Regions from separate parts of the Ovis aries genome. Here region 2 is linked to region 1. Evidence: chromatin contacts called from public Hi-C data. All regions are on one chromosome and are shown on one strand. The core of a region is the stretch at or near the end of the contact, and the rest is flanking DNA. Distances in the headings are between cores, read along the strand shown. Region 1 holds the start of LOC101103208 (sesquipedalian-1-like). Region 2 holds the start of ZNF768 (zinc finger protein 768).

What was found. A called contact is a pair of places that touch in the nucleus more often than the background predicts.
Region 2: a contact with region 1 is called in a Hi-C map of hypothalamus, with 2.3 times the contacts expected there. The contact joins the promoter of ZNF768 here to the promoter of LOC101103208 in region 1. A contact is called at or near these places in 2 of 16 Hi-C or Micro-C datasets (hypothalamus and tail adipose tissue).

The regions. Positions count from the first base shown.
Region 1 is chr24:27,061,707-27,066,480 of ARS-UI_Ramb_v3.0, reverse strand. LOC101103208 (sesquipedalian-1-like) reads right to left here and starts at 2,349. Exons shown (of 2, transcript XM_015104168.3): 1 at 2,265-2,349; 2 at 1,188-1,991. The coding sequence starts at 1,967. The coding sequence ends at 1,347. It overlaps CD2BP2 (CD2 cytoplasmic tail binding protein 2), which reads left to right and starts at 2,915. Exons shown (of 7, transcript XM_060406252.1): 1 at 2,915-2,983; 2 at 3,539-3,638; 3 at 3,870-4,008; 4 at 4,134-4,291; 5 at 4,376-4,774. The coding sequence starts at 3,564. TBC1D10B (TBC1 domain family member 10B) reads left to right here. Exons shown (of 9, transcript XM_027961841.3): 9 at 1-1,197. The coding sequence ends at 343.
Region 2 is chr24:27,228,805-27,233,792 of ARS-UI_Ramb_v3.0, reverse strand. It overlaps ZNF768 (zinc finger protein 768), which reads left to right and starts at 1,524. Exons shown (of 2, transcript XM_015104171.3): 1 at 1,524-1,977; 2 at 2,269-4,382. The coding sequence starts at 1,890. The coding sequence ends at 3,866.

The sequences.
Region 1 (4,774 bases), core at 1,100-3,599:
CGCCGAGGGACTGCGTCCATCCCTTCCTTCGCCTACTGGCAACAGCGCCCCTCTGGCCCCTAGCGGCAAGGAGGCCCGGAGGCAGGAGAAGGAGCGGCAGAAACAGGAAAAGGAACGCGAGAAGGAGCGGCAGAAACAGGAAAAAGAACGGGAGAAGCAGGAGAAGGAGCGGCAGAAGCAGGAGAAGGAGCAGCAGAAACAGGAGAAGGAGCGGCAGAAGCAGGAGAAGAAGGCCCAGGGCAGGAAGCTCTCACTCCATCGAAAGGCAGATGGACCGCCTGCCCCCCAGGACGGCGGGGACAGGTCCTCAGCATCAGAGGCCCGGCAGGATGCGTACTTCTGACCTCTGCCCTGGGGCTGGACTACGTGGCCCCCTCTTTTCCCTCAGCCAAGAGCAGACCTAGCCTGGGGTCCTGCTCCCAGCCCGCCCTTGGCAGGCTGTCCCTCTTTTTGAGGAAAGTGGCTTGTTCCCCGTCTCCGTGCCAGCCGCTGATCCCCACGTGGCCAGGACAGTCAGAACGGGGGGCAGCTGCATTTCCCTGGGGAAGCAGTGGACACCTCACCTCCAGCTCGGCCCAACTGGGGTCCCTTCCCAGGTGCCACTCTCCTGATTGGCCTTTGGTCACCGCAGGGGTGACCTGTGGCAGTGGGAGTCAGCAGTTTTCAGATTCTTACACTCCAGTCACTCCCCTTACCCGTGAAGTGAAGCTGGGTTCCTTTACCCCCTTCAGTCCTGCCTGTCTTCCCCCAGTTCCTGGTTGGGGGCCCAGGCTCTTCTTGCTCTCCTTCTGGACATCTCTGTGTTGTAATTATGTACAGAGGACCTGGTGGGCCCCGGGTGGGGGTGTTCACTCCATCTTCTGTTCTCTGGTTCTCCCTCCTCAGTGTTCTTGCACTCTAGTTTATTTAAGGGGACACGCACTGGAACAGGAAATGTCTCCCACCTCCCACCACCACCCTCCTTGCTCTCCTTCCTCTTCACCCACCTTTCTCTGTATTCTCAGGCCTCCCCTGCTTTATCTGACCAGGGCCCCTGCCTTTCACTTTGTCCCTTCCAACCCTCCAGCCCCTTCCTGGGTAAGGGTCTTCCCCTGAGCCCCAGGGGGTGGAACCCAATGTTTACATGTTCTTCTGTCTCTGCCCCCACCCTGTTCGGCCGCTTTGAGGAACCGGAAAAGAACCTGCTGTTGTACCTGGGCCTGTCTTTTGCCTTGTTATTTGATGAGTGGGGTTAAAGTAAGGACAAGGAGGGAGGGAGTGATGAGTTAGCAAGGATCTGGGTGTCTCTGGAAGCTGTTGACTGGACTTGGCAGATACCTTTGGGTCTTTAGTCTATTAGTCACTCATCAACACAGTTGTTGCGTTCCTGCTTCACCTCCACCTGCTGGGGATCTGCTGCCTCCGTTGTCACTGGCCTCCTGGAACTGTCTGTGGACAGCCTGCAGCATCCGGATCTCCTTTCCAAAGTGCTCGTGCAACTCCTGGAAGCTGAAGAGGGTCCTGGGGGTGGCTGGGGAGCCACAGTCCTCTGGGGGTGAGCCGGGCTCTTGGCCAGCTGCCTGGCACAGCTCCCGGTACTGGGCCTCCAGGGGGCGTAGCAGCTCAGCCAGCCGCGTCCAGGTGGCTCCGGCCAACGCCCACAGCCAGGCTCTCAGCTCCTCCCGGTTTTCTGCTGCCAGCCTGTAGGCCCGCCCACCATCTCCCCCTGGAGTCCGAATGGTAAAGGCATAAGGTTCTGTGGCTCCAAGGCGTGGCTCCACCTGGCAGTTCTCTAATAGGATGAGACCCAGGGGTGTGTGGTCAGCCTGGTGTTCCAGGTAGAAGAGGAGGTTTCCTCGCAGGATGAACCAGCGGCGCTGATAACTGGTATTTCGGGCCCCCTTCTTTAGCAGGATGCCCTCCCGGTCTGGAGCCTGTGTTCTGTACCCACGGAAGAAACGGAGCACGGACTTTCGGTGCAGTTTCATGGTAGCCCACTGTGGGAAGAAACCCTAGGAGTGGAGAAAGGAGGAGTGGGGCATTTGGTGATCCGGAGTACCCCAGCACTGCCCTCCTCTGGTTCCAGCAGGCTCTTTCTGGGCACTGTCTTGGTCTTGGTCTAGAGGGATTCAAACTTGAGTTTTCAAGAAGGACCTTCCACCCACCTCCCAACCTCAGCTCTGCCCCTTGGGCCAAATTACAAAACCTGGGCAGGACTGTAGTGCTGGGGTCCTGTTTGGGGGTGGGGTTGGCGGATATCCACTACGGCCCTTTCCCAGGCCTACCTGAGATGAGGGCACAAGGGACTTCAGGCCTCGGTACTGGGAACAGGTGCCACTGCCACCTCTCCTATTTGACTCTTCCCACCTCAGAAACCAGGAACTTGGCCAGGGGATAGGAGGCGGCTGATTTTAGACTTCCCCTGGGTCCTAAAAGGAGCTGGGTTCGGAAAGTCCCAGGAGAACCTCTGGGACAACAGCAAGGCTACACCTCGGACTAGCAAAGGGCGGACAACTGGACGCCAAGAGTAGGAAGGCAGGATTTCTAATGAGATGATGAAGGGCGCAGAACCAGCCGTGGGGAAAAGGAGACAACCCGGGAAAGAGAAAACTAGGGCAGGAACCCACCGGCCCTGCTGGGACTTTGTTCCTCCATCGTGAACCTGGGCGCCCCTTTCTCCTCAGAGCCTCTAGTGTTGTAGGAGGAAACCGAGATCACTTCCGGCCATCCTCGTCCGATCAGGGTCTAGGCGTTCAAATGTCCCCTCTTCTCACCATAGTCACCCCACACGGCTCGCGTCACTTCTGGGAGGGGGCGTCTCTCCCCGCGCGGCGCGTACTTCCGCCCGCTCCTTCAGTTGTTCATCTAACCCGAGTGAAGCCACTTCCGGCTTTCCCCGCCGCCTTCCGCAGTTCTCTTCCGGGTGGTGGCGGGCGGGTGGCCCGGATGTAGCCCTGGTGAAACCCTCTCTCCCTTTCTTCCCCCACCTTTCCTGGATCCTTAGGTGAGCGCGTGCCGGCGGGACTGCTGGTGTCCCCGTGGCCCTGCCGCCTTTCTAATTTGTACACAGCCCAAGACAGTTGGGAGTCACCCCGCGGAGTTGGGAGTTCGGCGCAGGGAGGAGCGGGGCTGCCAGGGCGCTAGGTCCTGGGTCTGCCGGGGCCCCTCGGGTTCCGAGGAAGCTGGGGGTGGTGGAGCGGGTGTTTACCCGCGAAGCACATCGCGCCCAGCACTGCTGGGGCCTGGAATAAGGGTGGTCACGTGGGGGAGCCCGTCTCCTCTTGTCAAGGGTGGGGGTGCCCGTAGGAGCTCCTCCGCCCGTCCGCTCTTGCGTCTCCGCACCAGCGGCTCTTTTAGATGCTAAGCCAAGTCCCGGGAGGGGCGGGGGGAGGGGCGGGTTCTGGACTACCAGCTCGCCTTTCGGCTCCTGATTCTGTACTCCCTTCCCAAAGTGGATCTAGTACCCGCCAAGTAAAAGATCTGTTGTGCAGGGGGCCCCCTCGCGGGGAGTTGCCTCCTCACCCAGTTCCCTTAATCTGCACCCTTTCCCTCTGCTCAGTTTGGAAAAGCCCTTCTGTCCAGTCATGCCAAAGAGGAAAGTGACCTTCCAAGGCGTGGGAGATGATGACGAGGATGAAATCAGTGTCCCCAAGAAAAAGGTGAGGGGGGCCAGACTCCTCTGTTCTGTGGCGGTGTGAAGGGAGAAAAAAAATAAATTAGAAGCCAGATGAGAGATCTGGAGGGACAAAGAAAGGATGGAAAGGGTCAGCTTTTCCGCGTATTTCTGAGATGTGGTTTTGCAAGATTTTCAGTTTGAGTGTAGATCCTAGAGTATTTGGGGTCATAGCCAGTAACTTGCTTCTTTCTTAACTTCTGTCTCCTGCCCACAGTTGGTGGACCCTGTAGCTGGGGTAGGGGGTCCCGGGAGCCGCTTCAAAGGCAAACACTCTTTGGACAGCGATGAGGAGGAGGAGGAGGAGGAGGAAGGGTCCAGCAAATATGACATCTTGGCCTCAGAGGATGTGGAAGGTGAGCTGTACCAAGAATTGACTTTTTGCTGGGGGAACAAATAGGGACCTCTGGGACCGTGGAGGACGGGAGGCTCCTGTCTCTTGCATGCCTAGCATGGGATTCTTGTGTCTGTCTGGGTACAGGTCAGGAAGCAGCCACGCTCCCCAGTGAGGGAGGTGTGCGGATCACACCCTTCAACTTGCAGGAAGAGATGGAGGAAGGCCACTTTGATGCAGACGGCAACTATTTCCTGAACCGGGATGCTCAAATCCGAGACAGCTGGCTGGATAACATTGATTGGGTGAGGCCCGGAGATTAGCATGGCTGGGCTTGGGCCTTGCTGGCAGTTTGTCAGAAATAAAACCTTCCTGTTTTCCCATTACAGGTAAAGATCAGGGAGCGGCCACCTGATCAGCGGCCGCCATCAGACTCAGAGGAGGAGGACAGCCTGGGCCAGACACCAATGAGCACCCAAGCCCTCCTGGAGGGCCTTCTGGAACTGATGTTGCCAAGAGAGACAGTGGCTGGGGCACTGAGGCGTCTGGGAGCCCGAGGGGGAAGCAAAGAAGGCAGCAAGGGGCCCGGGCGGCCCAGTTCCCCCCAGCGCCTCGACCGGCTCTCCGGCTTGGCTGACCAGATGGTGGCCCAGGGCAACCTGGGAGTGTATCAGGAGACAAGGGAACGGTTGGCCATGCGACTGAAGGGGTTGGCGTGCCAGACCCAGGGACCCCGTGACCCCACACCGCCCCCCTCCCTGGACATGTTTGCTGAGGAAGTGACAGAG
Region 2 (4,988 bases), core at 275-2,774, 170 kb before region 1:
TCCTTCCTTCATCTGAGTAGGCGACAGGAGAACAATCTATGGCTCCTGCATCATTCACAAAGGGAGAATTTGGTTCATTGGTTGTCAAGAACACTAGTTTTAGCAGCAAGGGTAGAAAAAGGTCAAGAATTGGATTCTATTCAGTTGTCTTTCCAGGATCACTTTTCCTTTGATTCAAAGCTGCACCTACGTTTCTCATGTTCCCTTTCTCTAGAAGCCTCTATCCAAGTCAGACAGGAGTGGAAAATTCTTAACTGCCTTAAAGGCCAGATGGTTCTCTATCCACTTCCCCTCCTGAACTCTATTACCCTCACCTGAAGGAATTTTCATAGGATCCTTGCCTCCCAGTGAGAAAATCCAGGAACCAGGGACTAAAGCTCCAAGGGACTGAGTTAAACTCAGGCTTCGGAGCAGGATGGGGGGAGAAGCAGGGTAACAGAAAAGGAAGCAACCTTCTTTCTGCAGCAGGATCCCCCCAACCCAACCTCCTCTGCTCGGACTGGCCCCTTTGGGAACCTGGAACCTATGAGAAAAAGAAAACTGCTGGGAAAGGGAGAGAGAGGAGCCAAGGGTGTCTGTCCTCAAATCCCTGTCTTTCATTCTTCAGAAAGATAAACTTTAATGAAGGGTAAATGAGGGCGGGAAAAGCCCTCAAAGTACAGGTCAGAGAAGACGAGAGACGCCAGGACCTCCCTCGCATTCCTCCCGGGGGCACTTTTGGAGCACGGAGAAGGTGGAACCGGCCTGCGCACCCTGCAACCAATCAGAAAGGTGCCTCGCGGTCCCTGGCGACCCTTAACGCTTAATAGTTGGTGTAGTGGTAAGAGGCGGGATGGTGAGAGCACGAGCTCCACCAACCAATCGCGGAGCTCCCTGGGAGGGACGGGCGGTGCCTCTGGAAGCTGGAGGCGGGGCTGTTTCCTTGGCAACGATCCTAGCCCTCCCAGAGCGGGGGAAGGGTGATTAGGAGAAGCAGCGAGGTGCGGGGGGCGGGGGGGACCAGGAGGAGTGAGGGCGGGAGCGCCCGTATAGGGGAGTGGAGTTCGAAGAGGGGCGTCCCGGACTCAGGTGCCTCGATGAGCCTAAGTCAGGGGTGAGGGTAACGGGAGGTCTGTCCAGGCTCCCGAGACGCGGCCAGAACTGACCCCAAGGCCCGGGAGGGGAGAGGAGCTAGACACCGCCCCCGCTGGCGCCGGGAAGCGTCGCTCCTTCTCGCTGACCTTGGTCTCTCTCGTTGCCTCGCCCTTGGCCACAGGCACTGACGGACGCAGGGCCCTGGAGACGGACAGATAGGCCCTCGGGCGGACAGAGACCTACGACATAGGCACATAAACTGCCCCAGCCTCTCCCGCGGGCTCCAGGGCGGCCAGTCTTCCCCCTACCTCGACGCCGGGGCCATCCTGCCCAGGGTTAATGCCAACGAGTTTCCACCTCCAGCCGCTCCTAGAGAGGCCGCGAAGCTAGCCGGCGGGGGAAACTGGCCGCGGACGGACACTTCCTGTGCGGAGGGGAGGGGGTCGGCCAGCCGCAGCCCAGCCGGGGGCTGGGAGGCCAGACGACGGGGTCTCGGGTGGGGAGCGGTATCGGGGGGCAGCAAGGCGAGTCGTGAAGCCCTTCACCTCCGAGGCCACGACGCTTGGGGGCCTGCGAGGACCCCAGGGCAAGCCGAGACCTTGTGGGTGGGGGCGGGGCCGCGGGTAGGGGAGGGGCCCGGCGGGCCGGAGAGGCCCAGGGTCAAGACGTCCGGCCTCAGGGGCCGGGGCTGGACAGCCGGGTCTCCTGGCCGGCGCTGAGCGGGCGGGCGGCGAGGGCTCAGGTCTTGGGGCACTCAGACCGAGTCGCAGGATCGTCCACCATCGCCCCCGCCGCCGCACTGGGAGTCGGCGGGGATGGAACGGGAGGCGTCGCCGTGGGGCCTCGAGCCCCGAGATATGCAAAGTCCTGATGAAATGGGGAGCCCTGAAGGGTCCCTCAAAGGTGAGGGAGGGAGCGCCCCTCCGAGAAGTGTGCCTGGGAGCGGGAGTGGGGGCTGTGGTGGGTGGGAGGGGAAGAAAGCAGGGGGCTTGGACACCTGGGACTTGGAGGAGGCGGGGTTGGGGACCTGGTGGCCTGGGTTTGCTGAGGGGGAGGTGGGAATTTCAGCACTTGCCTAAGGGCCAGCGACCCTGATTGAGGAGGAGGGAAAGGTTTGTGTCAATTAATGATGGGACCCAGTAACCTTCCAGGTCCCACACAATCTGGGTTTTTTGTAATTCTCTGATCCTGCAGGCAACATGAGTGAGAATGAGGAAGAGGAAATTTCTCAGCAAGAAGGCACTGGGGACTATGAGGTCGAAGAGATATCTTTTGGGCTTGAACCCCAGAGCCCTGGTTTTGGGCCACAAAGCCCAGAGTTTGAACCCCAAAGCCCCAGGTTTGAGCCTGAAAGCCCAGGTTTTGAGTCCCGAAGCCCTGGGTTTGTGCCCCCAAGCCCAGAATTTGCACCCAGAAGCCCTGAATCAGATTCTCAGAGCCCCGATTTTGAACCTCAGAGCCCTAGGTATGAGCCCCAAAGCCCTGGGTATGAACCCAAGAGCCCTGGGTATGAACCCCGGAGCCCTGGGTATGAACCCAAGAGCCCTGGGTATGAACCCCGGAGCCCTGGATATGAATCTCAGAGTCCCAGGTATGAACCCCAGAGCCCAGGGTATGAACCCCAGAATCCGGAGTTCAAAACCCAAAGCCCCGAGTTTGAAGCTGAAAGTTCCAAATTCCAGGAAGGTGCAGAAATTCTTCTGAATCCTGAGGAAAAGAATCCCTTGAGCATCCCCTTGGGAGTCCACCCCTTGGACGCCTTCACCCAGGGGTTTGGGGAACAGCCTTCAGGGGGCATGCCCCTAGGGCCCCCATTTGAGATGCCCACGGGGGCCCTGCTGGCTCCACCCCAGTTTGAGATGCTCCAGAATCCCCTGGGCCTCACGGGGACCCTTCGTGGTCCAGGCCGCCGGGGTGGCCGGGCCAGGGGTGGGCAGGGCCCAAGGCCCAACATCTGCGGCATCTGTGGGAAGAGCTTCGGGCGGGGCTCCACCCTCATCCAGCACCAGCGCATCCACACGGGTGAAAAACCCTATAAATGTGAGGTCTGTAGCAAGGCCTTCTCCCAGAGCTCTGACCTCATCAAACACCAGCGCACCCACACGGGCGAGCGGCCCTACAAGTGTCCCCGTTGCGGCAAGGCCTTCGCTGACAGCTCTTACCTGCTTCGCCACCAGCGCACCCACTCTGGTCAGAAGCCCTACAAGTGCCCACACTGCGGCAAGGCCTTCGGCGACAGCTCCTACCTCCTGCGGCACCAGCGCACTCACAGCCACGAGCGGCCCTACAGCTGCCCCGAGTGTGGCAAGTGCTACAGCCAGAACTCCTCCCTGCGTAGTCACCAGAGGGTGCACACTGGGCAGAGGCCCTTCAGCTGTGGCATCTGCGGCAAGAGCTTCTCCCAGCGCTCGGCACTTATCCCCCATGCCCGCAGCCATGCCCGCGAGAAGCCCTTTAAGTGCCCTGAGTGCGGCAAGCGCTTTGGCCAGAGCTCGGTGCTCGCCATCCACGCCCGCACCCACCTGCCAGGCCGCACCTACAGCTGTCCCGACTGCGGCAAGACCTTCAATCGCTCCTCCACGCTGATTCAGCACCAGCGCTCGCACACGGGCGAGCGGCCCTACAGGTGCGCTGTGTGTGGCAAGGGCTTTTGCCGCTCCTCCACGCTGCTGCAGCATCACCGGGTCCACAGTGGGGAGCGGCCCTACAAGTGCGATGACTGTGGGAAAGCCTTCTCTCAGAGCTCCGACCTCATCCGCCACCAGCGGACCCACGCAGCCGGCCGGCGCTGACCCGGGGCCCCGTCGGGGTTGGGGAGCTGGTAGGCAGAAAAGAAGGGGACAGGGAGCTAGAGCAACTTTGCGAGAGAATAGTGGAGACGGGAGGAGAAAAGAGATTCTAGGAGGTGAGGGGGCCAGGGTGGAGGAAGTGACATGCCCTGGAGAGTTGTGGTAAATGGGCTGTGAAGAGGGGTTGGAGGGAGGCCAAGCTGGCAGCCGGAGGCTCTGGGAGAGATCGAGAAAGAGGTCAGTGGAGAGCTGGCCTCAGCAGCAGCATGCCCCTTGGTGGAAGCCTGGCTTGGCAAAGTGCTAGATGGGGGTGGGGGGAGGGGGGGTCGGGTTACTTAATTAGATCGGGTAGCTTAGACTGGTAGCTACTGAGACCCTCATTGAATCAGGAAGGGGTGAGGGGAGGGGTGGGGCCCAAAGTGGGGCCTGGCTTCTGAGCGCAAACCCCAGCCTCTCTTGTCTTCCTCAGGCTTTGGAGCCCCTGAATTTGAGTTCAATAAATACCTTTATGTGGTAAAAGAGACTTGTCCTTAAATTTTGTGTGTGGATAGTTCCCTGGGCATTGAGAGATGCTGGGTCATAACGGCAGCCAACGAAGCCATAAGGCCTTGTCTGGGAAGTGCTTTTAGATTCAGCGTTTCACTGGAATCCTATAATCCAAGGCACAGGAGACATGACTTGCCCATATCTGCTCAAGTTCATGTCCTGTGCTTTGAATCCTGCACAAATGCGAAAGGGATTCACGGTCGGTGTGAGAAAAACTCACCTTTGTTCACAAACACGGAAGGTCTGTCCTTGGGCCAGAAAATAGACCCTGATTCTCATATCCAGGCCCAGAGCCTGCATTCCAGCATTCCTGGGCTCCCAGCACCCAGCTGGGCCATCCCCTCCCCCTCCCAGCTGGAACCTCTAGCTACCCTTCTGTACACACTGGTGTGTCAATTACAGGGAGTGTCTCCAGTTCCAACCCCACCCACAAGGGAACATACTGGATCCAGTATGAAGGATAGACAGCTTCAGGCTTCAAGACCCTCCCACCAGGCTGGTCCTTTTTAGGACCACCTTGTTACCACCCCACCTTTCTCCTACTTTCCTTTCCTGAGTCTCAGCCCTCCCAACACTCAA